2 separate regions of the Mus musculus genome follow, and region 2 is linked to region 1. A link is a contact called in public HiChIP or PLAC-seq data. All regions are on one chromosome and are shown on one strand. The core of a region is the stretch at or near the end of the contact, and the rest is flanking DNA. Distances in the headings are between cores, read along the strand shown. Region 1 holds the start of Plcl2 (phospholipase C-like 2). Region 2 overlaps Plcl2 (phospholipase C-like 2).

Region 1 (5,505 bases), core at 2,629-5,128:
ACTTGGTCAAACTGCTTGTGGCTTGACTGTGGCAGCAACTAGGAAATGTCATAAATTTGTCATAGCTCATAAAATCAACACCAGGTGTGACTGTAATCATAGCACATACTTTTAAAAGCAAGGTATTATTTAATTTGTTCTGATGAAAACAAGCCATCCAAATTAATATAGTCATTTTGATGTATTTATTTCTAAAAGTAAAGCATAACAAATCGAAGGCCCTGAATGCTACTTCACATTGTAACGAAAGAATAAACTATGTATTTACAAAGTGGCCATCTGAAAATATGCACCAAGGGATCTATTTGGAAATAATGTAGACTATATTGAGCAGTGTGACCAGAATCGCGGAAAGAGAAAATGAAAGTGGTGTTTTCGTTGACTAGATGACTAAAAACGACTAATGTAAGTTCGTCCCTAAAACTCCAGGGCTGTGCCTTTGCAGATGATCTCAGGAGCACACTGTCATTTACAGTAAGTTAAAGGAAGCTGGAAATAGTTGCTGGTGCTTCCCAACTTCTACATCATTCCAAGGTATCTGTAAAACATTTTACAGTGCTTCCTCCCAACTGTCATCAAGATTGCTACCATAATTGAGGAGGTCTTTTAGTATAGGTCTGTGATCCTATTATGGCAGAAACAAATACAGTTTTACAATTTCTTGCTCATTGCTATTTATAAAACAGATGAGACATCCAAGAAATTACTTTAAATACATAGAGTTCTGGTCAGCTTACAGTGTATTTCTGAATATGTCACTCAAGTTAGTATTGTGTCTTTCTTCTTTACCTACCATTGACCACAGTTAGGCCCTAGACCTCCTTGCTTGAGTGACTCTTACCTAACAGGATATGAAGATTGAAAAGAAAATGGAAGACAAGGGAAAAAACCTGAAACTGACATTTCTAACAACACAAACCCATAAACACTTGCTGGCCTCTGCTCTCCAGCCAGCCTCGCTGACCGGCTGCTGCCCCAGCACACTTGCTTACTCATCTGCTCCAGACCAGCTGACCACACTGACACCTCAAAGCCCGTCTCTATGAAGAGCACAAGAAACCAAAGAGAGACACCATTATGGCCTTTTCCCATGGGCGCTGCTTAAGCTTAAGCACTCTGTTATCTCTTTTTTAAAAAGTGAACTATAGTTTCTGCCATTCATGCGACCAAGAGACCTGTGCAGCATCCACTGCTTTATAAAACTTGACACTAAATCAAAAGACTCCGTTATTCTATTAAGATGTTATCTTTATGCTGTACAACGTACCTTTAGAAAACCCAACACTAAATTCCTAAAATCTAAATGTTTGAAGACATCAACTCATCATCTGAAACGTAACTACTGACCTATCCAGCTAGGGTGGCCTTCTTTGGCTATTCTGCAGATACAATCAATTTTCAACACTACTTCCATGATTTTCAAGAATGGTTAAGACAAAAATAAGCTGAACATAATGACCAGAAAGGGGAATATGTCAAGCTGTCTTATGTGGTACAAGATACCAAGATATGACTGGTAAATCTAAAACCACCTGTTTCAGAAACTAACAAAAGTTAGAGAAAACACATACTTCCTTATCGTTCCTCGGACCCAACAGTAAGTAATTTATTGAGCACCTACTATGAGCCTCTAGCCCTGTGCATCTAGGGATGTAATGGTGGATAAAAAGTTAATTGGCTTCGTTGAGGAATAGAGAAAGATGAAACATAACTTTGAAACTCAGAGTTCAAAGTAAGCAGCACCACCATTCCTCAACTTGTTATTTCTGAAAAATTCACCATTTTTTCCATGTGCCTTTACAGGAATGGTCAGTCTTGACTCTGTAAGTCACAAATAGGCAAGCCGCACTTCTTTCCTGGCTCTCACAACTGTCACAGGGAACAACCCTACTGCTGTTACTGTCCTTCTCTGTGAAGCATGGCCTTTTAAATGTGAAAACTGGCCACCAAAAAAAATCCTTGAGGGGAAAGGTTGTTAAAATTACATAAACCGGTATATTATCTAAAACTTTCACATAAGGTGTTATTAATATCACAATGCAAATTCACCACAAATATTTAACCAATAAAAACAGGAATGTTGCATAGCTCTGCAAATAGGATCAATAATCATATATACTCGAAGACAACTTTCCTGGAAACAAACCACATACTAGAAGGAGAAGATATATCCATCACTAAGAGCTACACAAGCAGGAAAAAACGGACACCGCTTTTCTTGGTTTAAAAGTTAGACCATACACTTGATCTTTAGAGACAGGCAATGCACTTGATCTTTAAGCCCTTCAACTGTGCCCTGTCCACACAAAACCTGAGCAAGCAGATGACAAGGCTAGATGCAGTTTCACAACAGCCTCTTACACAGCACCAAAGTGGTCTGTTACACTAGATGGCTGCAGATGATGATAACCCAGAGGCACCTTCACAGTACTTGAGCATTTCTGAATTTCAAATACCACCAGTGTCAACTCTGTGCTGTTGGCACATTCTGACCTGTCTCCTAAGGGTTGTCAGCCACAAACAGGATGAGTTAGCACCAGACAGTACTCACTGGCCTGTCCTAAAAACTCCTTCATGTCTCAAAAAGCAACATTCCATATTTGCTCCATATTTGAACAAGCCAAATGGGCTGATCTGGCTCAAGGTTCTACTTTTCGTAGCTTATCAACTTTCTCTTTTCACTTCGAGTCACAAGAAATATTTTTATGTTGCAACTACACTGCAATGTTTGAAGGAAGCCACCATAAACTCTTAATGTCACCTCTTGAAATTTAAAATTCACAAAACAACTGGTGGCTTTCTAAATAGCACCATGAAAAACAAAACAAACAAAAACAAAAACAAGCAAAAACCATTCCAAAGAAACTTGCTAATTTGGAGAGGCCTGCTTATAGCAGCTAGGAAAGAATTAAATTGTGCGGAACTGTATTCTCTCAGAGCTTTTGAGGCTAAAAAAGAGGAAATCTGTGTTTATGTTCCCTTTCTCCGAGTAACTGAAGGAGAGGTATTTACATTCCCCAAATACAATCACTTGCAAGGGGCAACCAATTACCCAGTAGATTAGAAGAAATCTATTAAATAATATATGTTCATTGCCTGGGGTTTTGAGAAAATATTTTCACATGATCCCTGTCCTTTAAAATACAATAGAAACCTTACAGGGAGTGTGCCACCATGCTAAGCTGCCTCTGAAAAGCCTGTCCTACCCAGGCAGGTACAAGGCCATTTAATTCCAAGTCAATCTGGAGAGAGGTGACAGCCCCAAGTTGCTCTGGGGATGTCAGAGCACAGCACTCCTGCACACTCAGATCACCTCTCCATTCTTTCCCAATGCCATCAGCTTTCCAATCCCTGCTCCAGCACTCCAAACACCCCTACACCCTGGCTTCCCCTTCGCAGTGGGCTCATTTTGCATCGCCTCCTTCCGCCACAGCTTCTCCGGGGCGGGGAAAGCGAGCCCAAGGACGCGCGCGGGTCTCCTACTTACCTTGATGATGCTGCTCCGGCGGGGCAGGCCGCCCGGTTTGCTGTCCCTGGGGACCGGACCGGCAGCTGGGCTAGGGGTCCGCGCGAGCGCCACGCCTAGAGGTCCCCTGCCAGGGCTGGTCCGGGCTTCGTCCCCGGACACGCCGAGGCTGCAGTCTCCGTTGGAAACCCCGCCGCTGTCATAGCGCGCCCGCCCGTGGCCGAGGCGACCTCCCCCGCCACCACCTCCGCCTTCCCCGGCTCCGGCTTTCAGGGCGCCCTTGGCGCCTAGGGCCGGGCTCGGGGAGGTGGGCAGGGCCCCTCCTGCGGCGCCCCGGCCACACTCCGCCATGGGCGCCCCACGACCCGCCTGCACAAAGCCGCGTCCCCGCGTCCCCGCCGCCGCCGCCTCGGGCCGCTGCGCGCGGCCCCTCCTCCTCGCCGCCGCCGCCGCCTCGGCCGCTTCTTCCGCTTTTTCTTTTCTTTTTTTTTCTTTTTTTTTTTTTTCTTTCTCTTTTTGGTTGGGATGTGGCGCGTGCAGCGAGCTCGCCTCCGGCGCGAAGGACGTCGTGCAGGCGGAATTACCTCTGGGGTCCTGCCGGGGTCGGGGAGAGAGAGAGGAGAGAGGAGTCAGCTTGGGCGGCGGCGCCCCCGCTGCCGGCACCTGGGGAAGGAAAACACGCCCCGGCACACGCGCCGCTGCGGGCGCCAAAAATAACGCGCGCGCGCCAGCGCCCACCGCCGCGCGCCGCGTCCCCTCCGGCCCCGCGCTCACCGACGAGCGCCGCGTCCCCTCCGGCCCCGCGCTCACCGACGAGCTCGCGGCGGCGGGGCGCGAGGGACACGTGCGCCCACTCCGCGGCGCTGGCGACACGCGGAGGCGCGGCGCGCGGGGCTCCGGGGTTCCCGGCTCCGCCCAGGCCCGTCAGTCTCCCCCCCCCCCCCCACACCTTCAGGGCTCAGCCGAGGCCCAGGGCGGCTTCTGATGGCCCCCGGGCCCACCGCCACTTACCCGCGGCCATCGCCTCCCGGGCTTCGCGCTGCCCCCTACAGGCCGAGGGGACCCGTCCGGGCTCCGGGCACGGGCGTTGCGGTTGTGGTCGCTCTCCTAGGCCGGCTCAGCGAGGCGCACGCCACAGCCAGCTGTCAGTCACCTGAAGGCATCCCGAGGGGGACAGCGAACCCGCAGGCCGCGGGCGAGCTGAGGGTCCTGGGGCTGTGGTCTTGGCCGCTGCACCTCGCGTCCAGCTCCAGCCCTTCATTCGGAACCCGCTCCCTTCCCACCCTGCTCCCCCTGGGCTTCCTCAGTGGAGCAAACCCATTTCCCATACAGAAACCAATCCTCTTGCGTGTCCTTGGGCTGCTAAACTCAATGAGCACGACAGGTTGCCAGGATCTGGGGTAGGGATGGCATGGCTGGCAGGCGTTGAGAGACAGAAGACCTCCGCAGAGTTTATTTGGTGCCTCTGGGTTGTCCCACGGAGGTTTATCATTGTAGTCTGTGTCTTTCCTAAACCTGACACTAGAGAGACTTGCTTGTTCAACCCCTAGTGGGTACCATCCAAATCAGGACCATCGTTTGGGACAGGATCAAAAATCAATGATTAACATGTCGCTCTCATATGCAAATACTTTCCTTAAACCTCCATTCCTGGAGCCAAGGAAGAACGCAGGGCCACTGTGTAGCCTGGCAGAGCCATTGGCAGAAGAGCAGGACGAGTGCACTGTGTGGTACCAGAGGCTCCACCCACCTCCCCAACCCAGCCACCCTGAGGTCCAGTTTCATGCCTGGTTCTGGCTTCCCAGTTTTTCTCTCACTGTATTTCATCTTCTGGAAAGGCACTTTCCCTGGGCCAGGAGTACCTGAGAGTCCCCTGGGACAGAACTTAGAGACCTTGCCCTCGTTACCATAATATGGTAGCAAATTGCCAAGGAGCCTCTAAGGAAACGAGCTTTACATTCATAAACATGTCCACCCTTTCCTCAAATGCGACATCAAAATCCTTTCGTTATTCTTGGGGTGTTTTAATTCTTCTGATC
Region 2 (5,549 bases), core at 2,847-5,346, 61 kb before region 1:
AACCACATTTCAGTCAGCTGATGGAAATCTAAGCTATTTCGAATTCCTGACGGCTACGCACGCAGCAGCAATGACTGGGCATGAGCGCGTGACTTTGTTCTAAGATGTAGAGTCCTTTGGGCATATGCCCAATAGCTTGATCTTGAGGTTGATCTAGTTTCAGCTTTTTGAGGAACTCTGATCACCTCACTGATCTCCACGGTGGCTACACCGCTTACTCTCCCGCCAGCGATGAGCAGCTGTTCCCCTTCCCCTGGACCATCGCCAAAGCGTGTCCCAGCCATTTCAGGCTCATCCCTGTAGAACTCTCTGTTCTGTTTTATATGTGTTTTTAAACTGGGATACTTGTTTTCTTGGTGTTTAGTTTTTTTTTTTAAGTTATTTATACATTCTTGATACGAATGCTCTGTCCGATGTGTAATGGGTAAGGATCTTTTTCCACTCTGTGAGCTACCTCTTTATCTGAATAATGGTGTCCTTTGCTGTATAGAAGGCTTTCTGCTTCCTGAGGTCACATTGATTCATTGTTAGTCTTCATGCCTGTTCTATCAGCATGCAGTTCAAACTGTTCTTTCCTGTGCCAAGTTCAAGTGAATTCCCTAAAAGCCATAAGAAACCTAACTCTACTATAGAGGCCCCTAAATATACACATATATGAAAAGAATGGAAAAGGAGCCAGCATAGAATGGGGGGGACAACGCCCCAACTAGACATGTTATATTGTCAAATAAAACCCCCAGTGCCAGCAATGGGCTGTTTTACAGAATCATTAGCTCATACGGTCCGGTGGACACACCCAAATATTACAGGCAATTGATAACAGAGGAGCTGATGAATAAAACTGAAGCCTGGTAATCTGCAAGGATAAACAAACAAACAAACAAACAAACAAGAAAATCATGCTTGGCAAAATTACTTTTTAAAAGAGATCTAACAGAATTATTGCTTTTACGATTTAGATAATATACAATATTATTCCGAATAAATTTGAAAATCAAAACAAGACTCTTTTCCAGGAAAATGTAATTATCAGTGATGGTGAAATGTGTCACTGGATAGGGGCATTTGCAACCAAGCTGAAGACTTGCGTTCAATACCCAGAATGACTCAGGGGACAGAAACCAGCGTCAAGTTGTCTTCTGATCTGCAGCACACATGTACACACACACACATACACAATAAAAATTGTGATAAAATCCATTTTAAAAATCACAAATACCTTCTAATTAAAAATGATCAAACTTAGTTCAGTAAGAACACCATCTGATAGACAGCCCAGAAAATCATTTAAATAATTCTGAAATATCAATCCTTTTAAAGGCGCATAGGTAAGGTCATCTTAGGATAATTATGACAAATTTTCCAAAAATATGCAACTTCTATTCTGTATAAATAATGTAGGAACATACAAAAAATAGAAAAGTACCCAGCTTTGTTTACGAGTCTAGCATAGTTTCTCATAGCACTCTCTAAGTCTAGACAGAAGTCATTAGTTATGGGTAGAAGAGAGACTGTCTGGTATCCATGGTTTATCATAACCCTGATATATAAGACAAAAAATGATGAAATAACAAAAGAAAACCATCAATCACCTGCACGTGTGAACTAATATTCAAAGAGGTTGAAATGAAATGCTGGCCAATCAAAGTATCAAACATAGCACAGTTTATTTTACATTATAACTGATTTTACATCAGAAAATCTATGAAGGCAACTAATACATCATCAAGTTCAAGGAGAAAAAAAACTACAGACTGTCAGTCACCAGACACTGTTGTGGATGCCAACAAGTGCTTACTGACAGAAGCCTGTTATAGCTGTCTCCTGAGAGGCTTTACGAGTGCCTGACAAATACAGAAGTGGATGCTCACAGCCAACCATTGGACTGAGCACAGGGTCCCCAATGGAGGAGCTAGAGAAAGGACCCAAGGAACTGAAGGGGTTTGAAGCCCCATAGGAGGAACAACAATATGAACCAACCAGTACCCCCAGAGCTCCCAGGGACTAAACCACCAACCAAAGAGCACACATGGTGGGACTCATGGCTCCAGCCGCATATGTAGCAGAGAATGGCCTAGTCAGACATCAATGCAGGGAGAGGCCCTTGGTCCTGTAAAGGCTCTATGCCTCAGTGTAGAGGAATGCCAGGGCCAGGAAGTGGGAGTGGGTGAGTTGGTGAGCAGGGGGGTGGAGGGGGTAGAGGTTTTTCAGAGGGGAATCCAGGAAAGGGTATAACATTTGAAATGTAAATAAAGAAAAATATCAAATAAAAAATAAAATAAATAAAAAAAAGAAATAATGTGAAAAATTTTATACACATTCAGGCCTTAATCTAGCAAAACATCACTGTTTTCTTTGTTCACCACCATCAACTACTCCTCAATGACTCATGAGTCATTTTGTGAGAGTGATAAGAAGAATTCTACTATTGATATCATATAAGCCGATTAACCTCCAAATTAATTTTCTCCCAACAATTTTTAACAATTGAATCCTTACTTAAAAATTTTCATTAGAATTATTTATTACATTTTACATGTGCATGTTTATCCTATATGTATCCTATATGTATGCATACCACATAAACGCTTGGTACCCATGAAGGTCAGAAGTGAGTATCAGATCCCCTGAAACTAAAGTTGCCAATGGTTGTGAACCACTATGTGAGTGATGGAATTCAAACTAAGGTCCTCTGAAACATCAAGGAATGCTCTTCACCTCTGCGCCATCAATCCAGACCAGGAAAGAGATTTTTATAACTAGAAAACTATTCATAGTCAGCAACTAAGTTTTGATTTGAATTTCTTAAGAGGAAAGAGTAAAAAAAACTTTCTGAGGAAAGCCAAGGAGAAAATAATTAAAATCTTGCCAATTACTGAAGTAACATACAGTTTTGTGGCAAACATTTGCACTCATTAACTTAGTTAACAGAGGGATTCATTGAAAGTGGAAGAAAAGAAGGAAACAAAATTCACAACTAGTTGAAAGCACACACTCACACAAACAATACCGATACACGTGTGGCATGCAGGGTGATAAAAGTATTGTGATGGAAAGTAAAACAAGAGATGGGGAGACAAGAGCTGCTCTGAGTGTGTGTGTGTGTGTGTGTGTGTGTGTGTGTGTGTGTGTGTGTATGGCAACTTGGGGAGGAAAGAGTTTATTTTTACTTTATAATTCATCATCAACAAAACATAGTCCATCATCAAAACAGGAAGGGCAGGCAGACAAACCAGAAACCCGGAGGCAGGAACTGAAACTGAGATCCTGGAAAGTGCTGCTTACTGGCTTGCTCCCCATGGCTTGCTCACTCTGCTTTCTGATACAATCTAAGATCACCAGTTCAGGTGGCACTGCCCACAGTGGTCTGAGCCCTCCAACATCAATTATTAATCAAGAAAATATCCCCACAGGCTTGCCTCCAGGCCAATGTGATAGAACAGTGACTCAACTTTCCACATGCTGCAACCTTTAGCACACTTCTTCATGTTGTGGTGACCCCCACCCCAACCATAAAAGTATTTTCTTTCCACTTCATTACTGTAGTTTTGCTGATGTAATGAATTACAATTCATGCAAATATCTGTGGTTTTGGATGCTATTAGGCTAGCCCCGTGAAAGGTTCATTTGAATTCCCCAAAAAGTTGTAACCCATAGGTTGAAAACTGCTGTTGACAGAGGGATTTTTTTTCGATTGAGGTTCACGCTTCAAAGATGACTAACTTGTTCCTAATTAACAACAACCACCACAACAAAGCCCCTAACAACACAACTGATCTCTTGACGACTTGACCTATAACCACACAACTACTAAGCCTTAACCTTTCCTTTCTTGTTTATTCTCTTTGCTACTTCCATTGATATAATACTTAATGTTAATATGGCAACACTAAAAAAGTGTAACTTTAAAATACTCAATCACACAACTATAAACTATAACCTTTCCTTTCTTATTTATTCCCAATTAATACCTAATGTAAATGTCACATTAAAAAGTCTAACTTTAAGGCCGGCACATTGTAGAACATAGTGTGAAATGCACATTGTAAAACACAGGATGTTAATGAATTGCACTGAAAAAGAGAAAATGAGAAATGCACAGTGTAGAACACAATATAAAAAAAAAAAAAGTCTAACTTTGGGCTGGTGAGATGGCTCAGTGGGTAAGAGCACCCGACTGCTCTTCCGAAGGTCCAGAGTTCAAATCCCAGCAACCACATGGTGGCTCACAACCATCTGTAACGAGATCTGACGCTCTCTTCTGAAGACAGCTACAGTGTACTTACATGTAATAAATAAATAAATCTTTAAAAAAAAAAGAAAATTGAAACAAGTATAAAAAAAAGTCTAACTTTAAGAGTCCCATAGTCATTTTTAAAAAATCGCTCTAAAAATCAGAATCTTTAAAATATCTAGAATATTTTTAAAATATTTTTTGAAATTAAAATATGATCACACCTTTTCCCCTCTTCCCCTTCTCCCTCCACACTTTCCAATGTTACCCTCCCCACCCTGGCCAAAGGGTCAGCTGCAGAGCTTCAGGTACACAGAACCAGCTGCTTGGAAAGTCTCTCGGATTCTTCACTGCCCACTCAAACCCATTCCTACACACACACACACACACACACAGACACACACACATACATTCTTGGTTTTATGTAGAAATGTATTCCAACAAGGGCCAATGAAACTAAAAACAAACAAAAGCACTGCACAGTCTTTCACGGGGAATTGCTTTTTCTCAAGGCAGTGGCTTCCACATTGCAGGTCGGTCTCTGTAGATGCCCAGTCCCACTCTAGATGAAATTTAAGACTGAACAGCAAATGGGGGGGGGGGGGCTAGGCTCCATGTATTTCTTTCCAAGGCTTGGTGGGTTTGGGGTGGCAGGAGTTGTTTGTTTGTTTGTTTGTTTGTTTGTTTGTTTTTGGAATGCCTCCTCTTTCTTCTGTAGGCAGTGATCACTGAAATGAAACTGACTATAGTTCTAAATTCCACGTATTATTTTATGGCCTTTTAAAATCCATTAAAGGACAGAAACATTTATCCTACCCAATTATCCAAAAGTGTTATAAAGCCATTAAAGCTTTTAAAAAACAGATCTACACATGATTAATTGTCCAGTGTAAGCAAGGTTCTCTGTTTTGGCAAAAGACTTTCTATAATTCACCACTTAAGCAATGAGTAAAAATACAGTTAACAATGAATTAACACAATTTGGACTGAAAAGTGGTGCTAAATATTATGCAAGACAAGTACATTTTAACATGGAACAACAGAGCATGCATAAACCATTATCTTTCAAACTTACATAATATTTCTATCATGTTATCAAAAGGTACAGTGTAAAACTGTCACTTGTCACCCAAAATTAAATCTCCACATAACACTCACTGGGGAGACTGAAGCTGGAGCATGGCTCTTCAGACTCGCTTTATCTATACTGTCAGTGTTAACAAAGAGGAAACATCTTTAAAACTAAGCAATAATGAGGAGGAAATTAAACCACATGTGAAGAAGTATACCCCAATTTCTAGTCTAAGTATGCAAC

What was found. HiChIP or PLAC-seq counts read pairs in DNA pulled down with a chosen protein or histone mark.
Region 2: a contact with region 1 is called in a BATF HiChIP or PLAC-seq map of CD8 T cells, with 52 read pairs. The contact joins the enhancer-like site here to the promoter of Plcl2 in region 1. A contact is called at or near these places in 4 of 39 promoter capture datasets (the C10 cell line, liver and pre-B cells), 1 of 15 datasets of contacts at CTCF or cohesin (CD8 T cells), 37 of 484 Hi-C or Micro-C datasets (B cells, CD4 T cells, CD8 T cells and 24 more), 9 of 115 datasets of contacts at active chromatin or transcription factors (CD8 T cells, the HPC-7 cell line, the SCID.adh cell line and 6 more) and 3 of 9 other capture datasets (adipose tissue, liver and pancreatic islet).

Annotation. Positions count from the first base shown.
Region 1 is chr17:50,507,920-50,513,424 of GRCm38.p6, reverse strand. Plcl2 (phospholipase C-like 2) reads right to left here and starts at 3,878. Exons shown (of 6, transcript NM_013880.3): 1 at 3,488-3,878. The coding sequence starts at 3,817.
Region 2 is chr17:50,568,943-50,574,491 of GRCm38.p6, reverse strand. All of the region lies in intron 1 of Plcl2 (phospholipase C-like 2), which reads right to left. Among named protein-coding and RNA genes, the nearest start is that of Plcl2, 62 kb to the right of the region's middle. Within about 2 kb of position 4,096, at least 44 of the 459 cell types and tissues checked have an H3K27ac peak or open chromatin away from gene starts, as enhancers often do. A contact at or near this core is called in B cells, CD8 T cells, CD8 central memory T cells and 11 more, where this site is marked.